Regions from separate parts of the Gossypium hirsutum genome. Here region 1 is linked to region 2. Evidence: chromatin contacts called from public Hi-C data. All regions are on one chromosome and are shown on one strand. Each heading gives the region's core, a stretch centred on a gene start, on an enhancer-like site or on the middle of the called end of the contact. The rest is flanking DNA. Distances are from core to core; before and after follow the strand shown.

What was found. A called contact is a pair of places that touch in the nucleus more often than the background predicts.
Region 1: a contact with region 2 is called in a Hi-C map of leaf, with 2.1 times the contacts expected there. The contact joins the promoter of LOC107955541 here to the enhancer-like site in region 2. A contact is called at or near these places in 16 of 34 Hi-C or Micro-C datasets (anther, callus, fibers and 4 more).

What each region holds. Positions count from the first base shown.
Region 1 is chrA07:96,283,248-96,287,444 of Gossypium_hirsutum_v2.1, reverse strand. It overlaps LOC107955541 (3-dehydroquinate synthase homolog), which reads left to right and starts at 2,199. Exons shown (of 10, transcript XM_016891333.2): 1 at 2,199-2,442; 2 at 2,553-2,809; 3 at 3,328-3,494; 4 at 3,715-3,813; 5 at 3,933-4,001; 6 at 4,071-4,197. The coding sequence starts at 2,378.
Region 2 is chrA07:96,129,690-96,134,044 of Gossypium_hirsutum_v2.1, reverse strand. No RefSeq gene overlaps it. Among protein-coding and RNA genes, the nearest start is that of LOC107955536, 18 kb to the right of the region's middle. Within about 2 kb of position 1,429, at least 3 of the 9 cell types and tissues checked have an H3K27ac peak or open chromatin away from gene starts, as enhancers often do. A contact at or near this core is called in hypocotyl and leaf, where this site is marked.

The DNA of each region.
Region 1 (4,197 bases), core at 950-3,449, 150 kb before region 2:
AGTTCAGAAGGGGATTTTCCAATTTCACCCTAAATGCCATAGGATTCATCTCACACATCTTTGTTTTGCTGATGATCTTTTAATCTTTTCAAAGGGTACTTTGAATTCTGTTGTGGGCATTTGGTGTGTGCTTCAAAAGTTTTATGATTTTTCTGGTTTAAAGCTTAACCCTGCAAAGACTGAAATTTTTGCTTCTGGGATTCTTGATGAGGAAATGGAGGATATTCTTAGAATCACTGGGATTAAAATGGGAAGGCTGCCAGTTAGGTACCTTGGTGTCCCTTTAGTGACTTGGAGGCTGACAGTTAAGGATTGTGCTCCTTTAATTGACAAAATGTCGGAGAGGGTTAATTGTTTTGTCAAGAAACTTTCTTATGCAGGGCGTTTGCAACTCATTCAATCACTGATTTTTAATGTGCAAAAATACTGGTGTACGCATTTCTTCTTACCTAAATCCGTCATTCATAGGATCAAGCAAATGTGTTTAAGACTCTTTTGGAAGGGCAAGGATCGTCCTGCAAAGGGAGCAAGGGTAGGATGGAGTTTCATCTGTCTTCCTAAGTCCGAGGGTGGTCTGGGGATAAAGGATTTAATCACATGGAATTAGGCTTGTATGGTGAAACTTATTCGAGAGATTCTTGCTAGAGGTGTGTCTTTAAGGAATACATGGTTGCATGATTATGTTTTAAAGGGGGCATCATTCTGGCAGGCTTCATTTTCGACTAATGGGATCTGGCTGTGTAGGAAAATTTTGAAGCTTAGGGATATCTCTCTGAGTGTCTTCGGAGTTGAATCAATTTCCAATATCTGGGAGCAAATAAGGAGGAGAAGAGAGAAAGTGAAATGGGATAAGCAGGTGTCGCATGCTTGGAATATACCTAAGCACTCCATAATCACTTGGATGGCAATTCTTGACAGATTGCCTGCTAAGTAGAGGCTTATTTCTATGGGGCTTCATATTGAAGGAAGTGTTTTTTGTGGCTATGAGCTTGAGTCCAGGAACCATCTATTTTTTGAGTGTGTGGCAGAAGGTATTGAAACTTGGTTGCATTCATAGATGTGGAGGTAATTGGGATCATTGGCTCCGATGGGCATTGACAAGGTTAAAAGGAAAGTCCCTTCTTACTCTTATTTTGAAACTTGCATGGAATGCTTTTGTCCATCTTATTTGGGCAGAAAGAAATAGGAGGCAGTTCACAAGTCAGCAGGTTAGTGACCAGGATATTGTAAATAGCATAAAGAGTATTGTACAGATGAGATTGATAGGCAAAAATATTATTAGGGATGATGCTTAATATTAGACTGTGTAGGAGTTGGAGATTTCTTGACTGATTCTTTTACTCTTTGATGTAGCAGATTACTGCTTTCTTTGGATAATCCAAAATCATTTATCCAAAAAAGAGTGTAAACGAAATTGAAAAGTTTTATTTTGATTAAATTTGATTTTAACAGTTTTAAATTTTTTATTTAATTTTAATTTAAAAATATCACTACTCACAAAAAAATTGGCTAAGAGATTTTTTTCACTAGCAGGATAATTTGGGTAACGGGTATAGTTTAGTTACTACTTAGAGTAACAAAGTATAATTTAGGTATTATTTGCAACAAAAAAGAGTTAAATAATTTTTTGATGCTTGAATTTGACGACTATTCTCACATCGGGATTGAATTTTTTTTTGTCCAAATTAAACATTGAACTTGATAATTGTTACCACATTAGGGCTTGAACTTTTTTGTCTAAGTTAAGCCTCGAACTTGATAATTGTTCCTATATTTGGGTTTTTAACTTTTTTTGTACCCAAGTTAGTCTTTGACATGTCCTTAAAAACCTTAAAGTTTGAGTCTTAAATTGGGAATAATTGTCAAGTTTAAGGATTAACTTGGATAAAAAAAAAATTTAAGCTTCAATGTGAGAATAATTGCCTAGTTCAAGTCCTAATATAGAAACAATTATCAAGTTTAAGGCCTAGCTTAGAGAAAAAGAAATTCAATCCTCAATTCAGAAATAGTTATTAAGTTAAACTCCCTAATAGCGATTAAACCTAAATTATTTTTTTAATATCATGTATAGTTTAAGTACCAACAAAAATATAAATTTAACCTCTAATATTTGGCACTTATTCTTTTTTAAAGTCATTTTGGCCAATTTTTAAAATTTAAAAATTTAAAGGTTGAGGGTTAAAAGTTTGAGTGCTAAATTTACGTTTATGAAAAAAAAAAAACCAAAAATTTTGCTGATCTAAGTGAAACTGTGAAAGCCCACTCCATTCGGATTCAATCTGGACCAATCCCTGCAATCAAGTCCAAATTCGACCCCAAAATCAAAATTCACTTCATTACTCCAAAGTCGAAACATGACCATCGTGTTAAAAGGACGATGGCTTCGCTGTCCTCTGCTTCTGTCTCTCTTGTCAGAACCCCAACTCACCTCCCCTGCTTCAGGTTCTCATATCTTCACTTCAATTGTCTTTATATTCTCTCTTACAAACCCTTCTGAGTGTCATTTCTTTATCTTAATTGAGCCAATGAGATAAAAGTTGGAAACTTTGCAGATCAAATCATGGAAAGGTTCAGTCTTTGAACAGATATAGCAAAACCAAGACAACCCATTTGAGTATTAATTCAAGTCTTCGAATGTGTTCCATTGCTGCTTCTGATTCGCCACTCTCTACGTCAATGTATGAATTATCATCCAAGAAGGTATGGATTTGGACTGAAAACAGTCAAGTAATGACTGCTGCAGTGGAAAGAGGATGGGATACCTTCATCTTTTCTTCACTGAATCAAGGGCTTGCCAATGAATGGTCAAGTAAAGTAATTCCAAACTTAATCATCGTTGTTCCCTTTTTGTAATTTTTGCATTAAAATTGAATTTGATTGATGTTTTTTTTAGGTTAAAGACTTAAAGATATGGTTTGTTTCATACTATGTTACTTGGACTACGGATAGAAATGGTCAAATTTTGTAAGTTCTCAACGCATTTTGGTGGTAAAAGGCCCCTTGCTAGAAGTCGGACCCTATTAAAAATTTTATTCATTTTAAAAATTGGCCTCATGGCATACCACGTCATTGTCCGATTATTATGTCAGCTTTGTCAGTCTTTAACGGTATAAAAGATGAAATTTTTTAAGTAGGGAGAGCAAAATGTAATCTGAGGGTTTTCATAGTACTTTTACCCATTTTGGTGCAGTTTGGATTGATATCCCTGTATTCATACAATTGAAGCGACATGGATTTCATATAGTGATAATGAAGTAAATGGTGTGGGGTTTTAGTTAAAGACTTTTATTGATTGATTTTCTGGGAGTTTTGTTGTTGAATTTACAGAAATTGCATTGATTGATCCTCTTTTCATTAAAGAAAGAGAGATTTTCGATAATGCCGGCGAAAGAGTTGCTACAATTTTTCAGGTTTCAACTCCCTCAGAGTTAAAGAAGCTCCACCCTGAGGCTCATCATGTAGAGAATGTTGTTATTGATTTACTAGATTGGCAGGTATGAGTGTCAGTGTTCGTTATGAATATGCATCATTCTAAACTTGTCTTGAAGTAATTTATTTGAACTATGTGTTTGAATTTGCATCCATTATGATATGTATTGCTCTTTATGCTTGGCTAAAGTTTAGTTCTATTTCGTTCTTCGGAAAAGTAACTAAATTTTTATCTCATCTATATATCACACTTGCAAAATGTCGTAATCTTGTTTATTTTTCTAGGTGATTCCTGCAGAAAATATTGTGGCAGAGTTCCAAGGCAGTAAAACGACTGTGTTTGCTGTCTCGAAATCACCTGCTGAAGCACAACTATTTCTCGAGGTATTCACGAGTTATCTTAGAAAATACAAGTATATCTTTGCAGCATTTGTGTTCCTTGTATATAGTCAAGTTGGATTTTCAATTGCATTTTCCATTCCGTAACTATCTTTTCGTTGTAGGCCTTGGAGCATGGACTTGGTGGGGTTGTTTTAAAAGTTGAGGTTGTCAAAGCTGTTCTTGATTTGAAGGTAAACTGCTCTAGTTCTGCATATTTGAGTTTATTGATGGTTGTTCCTTAACATGCTTTAAATTATCAGGAGTACTTCAATAGAAGGAATGAAGTTCACAACAGATTGAGCTTGACAAAAGCTACTATAACTCAGGTTCATGCAGTCGGAATGGGTGATCGGGTTTGTGTGGACCTTTGTAGTCTCATGAGGCCCG
Region 2 (4,355 bases), core at 180-2,679:
ATCACTAATAAAACAAAGTTTATAAGTAATTTAATTCGCTTCTTTTTTTTCTTTTTTTTTTTAATCTTGTATGGTCCCCAACTTACAATAAATGATGTTTAAGCAAAAAAGGCACCAAGTTTGTTCACAACTTAAAGCAATCTTCATTAGAATGAATGGTTCTATTAATGTATGGTTTCCATGGAATTATACATAATTGACACTCTCACCCACCTTTTCACCCCACAATCACTTATTTCTAGCCCAACTCTTTTTAAAGAAAATGTTGATATCAAACAACTCCCCTTCGCCTCACCAATTTATTGGTTTAGTGGAAAATAATGTGTAAATTTCAAGTTTATCCACAACTTGTTTAACAAGGACTAGATTAGGGTTGATAGGGACCTTGACTTTCTTTATTTCGTAAAATTATTTTTTAGACTCCTAAAATTTATGAAGTTATAGTTAATAAAATGGTAAAATTTATGTATGGGTAATCACAAAGTGTAGAATCAAACTATTAAGGCATAAATGGAATAAGAATAGGAGTAAAGTTTAAAACCAAATAATTATAGTACAAACAGACTAGCAACAGGAACAATTCATACTAAAATTAACTAAGTTAAAATCCACACATAGCAACAACACATGATATGACATGGAGACTCACACATCTATAAGTTTTGATTAATAATTGATAGAAAATTACATGAATGATCTTAACTAAACCTGATCATATTATTCACTCGGACTAGTTTTAATAAAGCTTTTGATAATTTGAGTCAATTTTATCTAAATGATAGTTTAATGATTAAAAAATTGTTTTAAATTTAATTTATTCATAAAATAAATTTATTTCTAATATGAAATAAACAATGAATTTAAGGTTATTGTCCAAACCATGCCCAACCAATAAAGAAATCTAATCCTACCCTTCCCCTTAACTTCCTCTTCCAACCTAAAAGATCCAAACATGAAAAGCAAAATAGTGTGCACGTTGGATCATCCATAGATCAAAAGGTCCAAAACGTCGTTTCCACAAGGGGTGATGCTATACCATAATATGGAGATTTTGGTTGGGCTTGAAATTCCTCTTCATCTCATGACTTGCTTGGTTCTAAGCTACTTCACCATGGCTCTGCCAAATGCTCATTTTGGGTTCCATAAGGTTCAAAAGTTTGTTTTAACCCATTACCAAAATGACCTACAATTCTATGAGTATTTTGGAATTAGGCCCAATATAAAATTTTATACAAGTCTAGATGTAAAAACGAAATTAAAAAAGTTATTTCAATCCAAAATATAAGATGTGGCTTCAAAAGGTTTGATTTAGTAAATATGAAGAAGAAAAGGTAATGCAAAAATGGTTTTTTGGGGGGGACATAATTGAAAAAAGAATCTACAAGATGAATAAAGCCATAGAAAAGGGGGGAAAGAAAAAAAAATCTAGCATGGGCTGGTTTTGTTCAACAGGAAGCTCCAGGGCCTGAACCATCACTGTCAGGCCAGACAGGAATTGGACTAAGCACAATATATAAAAATTGAAACCCCACTTCTTTTTCTTGGTTTCTTCTATTTTATTTCCTTGTTTTCCTTTATTTTTTTTTTTAATTTGAACTTTGTATTTTTAAATTTGTGTTTAATACATTAATAATATAATAAACTTAAATTAGTATATATTTTAAAAGGTACCCAATAAGTTATCTCCTCTTTATCGTTATAATAATAATAGTACCAATTAAGTTAACACTCAATCCGTATATAATTTTAAAACTTAATTAAAAGTAAATGAGATAATTTTTGAAAAATATTAACAAAAACCTCTTCATCTCATTTCATTTCTTTGGACTTAAATAGACTTATTCTTTTTACCTAAATAAATCCTATTAAAATCTTAATTTTTATTTATTTATTGAGGTACAAATTAAAGATTAAAGATTTATTAGAGTGTAATAAAAAAAGTTTTTCCATATAAAGTTTTAATTTAACCATGAATTTTTCTTGTAATTTTTTTCTTCATTTATAACCTAAAAAATGGGAAGAATTATGCATAGTCATTATCAATGGGGTTGTTCACCAAAGAGTGATGACAAACAAAAGCAAGCCAAAATTAGGCATAAAAAGTCTTTCCATTGATTGATTAAAAACATGGGTTTGTTTATACATGGAACTCTTTCTTTTTCTCTCCCCTAGTGATTATCTTTCTATCAAATAAGAGCATCAAATTCTTTGCTTAAAATTATTGAAACATATTGTTGGGTGACATATCCCTAACATTATCTTGAAAATTGTGTTTTATATGGGATTTCAAATATTTTAAATTTATATTAATTTTGATATAAATATCGTGTTTAATATGATCTCACGTAAAGTATTTGATCTCGGTGAAAATATGTTTAAATTTTTTATACTCTTTGTACGTCTGGAGTTTAATCCTTCTACTTTTATTTTCATGAATTCGATCATTTTATTTTAAAATTTCAAAATTTAAGTCTAATTATTAATATTGTTAAAATTTTTATATCAATTTCAGTAGTAGAACACCTTGAAAAAAAAATTCAATTAAATTTATATTTTTAAATTCAAAAGATAAAATTCTTCAAAATAAAAATAAAAATTGAAACATACTAATATCCTCAAATGTCTCAATCATTATTGGAAATCATTCTTATCATCCATGAAACTTCGTTTATATCCTAATATTAAAGATGAGATAGGGTTTAAAATTTAATTTATTTTTATTTTAATTTTAAAAGACTGGACATCAATAATAACAAATTTACATTATTGCTTCCATTATTGCTAGATTTCAAAGTTTTAATTTTTTTAAGCATGCCTAACTTTTTTTAGTGTTTATTTATTGTATGGTTTCATATATTGTTGCTTTAAACATCAATACAGGACAATCATTGTAATTGTTGATGTGAAAACCAGAAACTAGTAAATTTGGATTTACTGCTTTCAAGATTGTTTATTAATATGTGACTTTGAGCTATGAGTGATTTTTTATATTGGGATAGAGAAAAAATATATATATACTTTAAAGTTCTTCCATCATAAAATAAGTATTTTCTTAATTTTGAGTTAAATATTTTTTAAAATATTTTTTTCTTAAATGCGATTCAGCACACTCAAACCCATATCCTTTTACATTGACAACAATACTCATATCAATTGAATTAAGACTTAAATAACAACCTAAATGACAATTTAAATAGTTGTTAAAACCTTGAATTAAGTGTTTGAAAGAACCAAGCTATTGAGTACAATAAAGTTAGTTAATATATTATTATAAACATAATTTCGTTTTCTTTTTTAATTTTCTAGACGAGTTTGATAAGAAAATTTTATGTTTGAAATTATAAAATGGAATTTCTTGTTTTAGGAAATTTATTTAATATAATTTATATTGAGAGGTCTCTTATTTTAAGCATACAAGAATTTACATAAAAAAATTCAATTGGAGACCAATCACTAACCATTGTCAAAGACAACTAAGAGAAATCACTATGTGAAAATTGTTACAACACGTGGACTATTCTCTTAATTAAAAAGGCCAAAGTACACTTGTATCCGGAAGCAAAATATTTAACCATACCTCCCAAACACTCTAAATAAAAGAGAAAATACTTTCAAGTAGGATTTTGAAAAAGTCAAATACTAGACTTGAAACCCCTTTTCCCTATGCTTCCTTAGCAATGTGAGATTTCTTAGGATAGTAATGCATCATGATTCTAGATATTGATTAGCACAAAATTAGTATGTGTAATCTTTGACTTTCCTTCTTTGTATCGAACTATCTAATGATAAACTCTTCTTTCGATCATGTTTATCTAGATTTTCCACTAGAGGCATCAATTATAGCATATGAATCATTTCAATATTCAAGTATAGACATTAACTTAATCTAACAATCAATTCATCAATTGACCAATAAGCAATATCAACATATTAATAAAGTTTAATGTCCAAATAGAGATTTCATCGAACAATTGATACGCACAATTTAAAGGTAAGGATAAGAAATGCCCATTTAAATATGGAATTTATAGCAATCAAAAGTTTGACCCATCTCCATTTACAAAAGTCTTTAACAAGAAAGAAGAAATAAAATAATAAAAAATATATATTCTAAAAAGCAAAGGGAAAACCTAATCTAAAAATAAGAAGAAAAGAAAAGAAAAAAGAAAAGAGCCCTAATCTAAAAATATGAAAAGTAATGAAATGTCTAGCCTCCAAAATCCCCTCCCAAAAGCTTATAAAAGAGTATTTATAGTCTAATAACATTTAACCTAACAAAGACAATTATGCCCTCACTTAAAATCTAACTTAAGCCTTGTTGGACTGCAAAATGCCCGTCAAAATTTTAGCCTTGT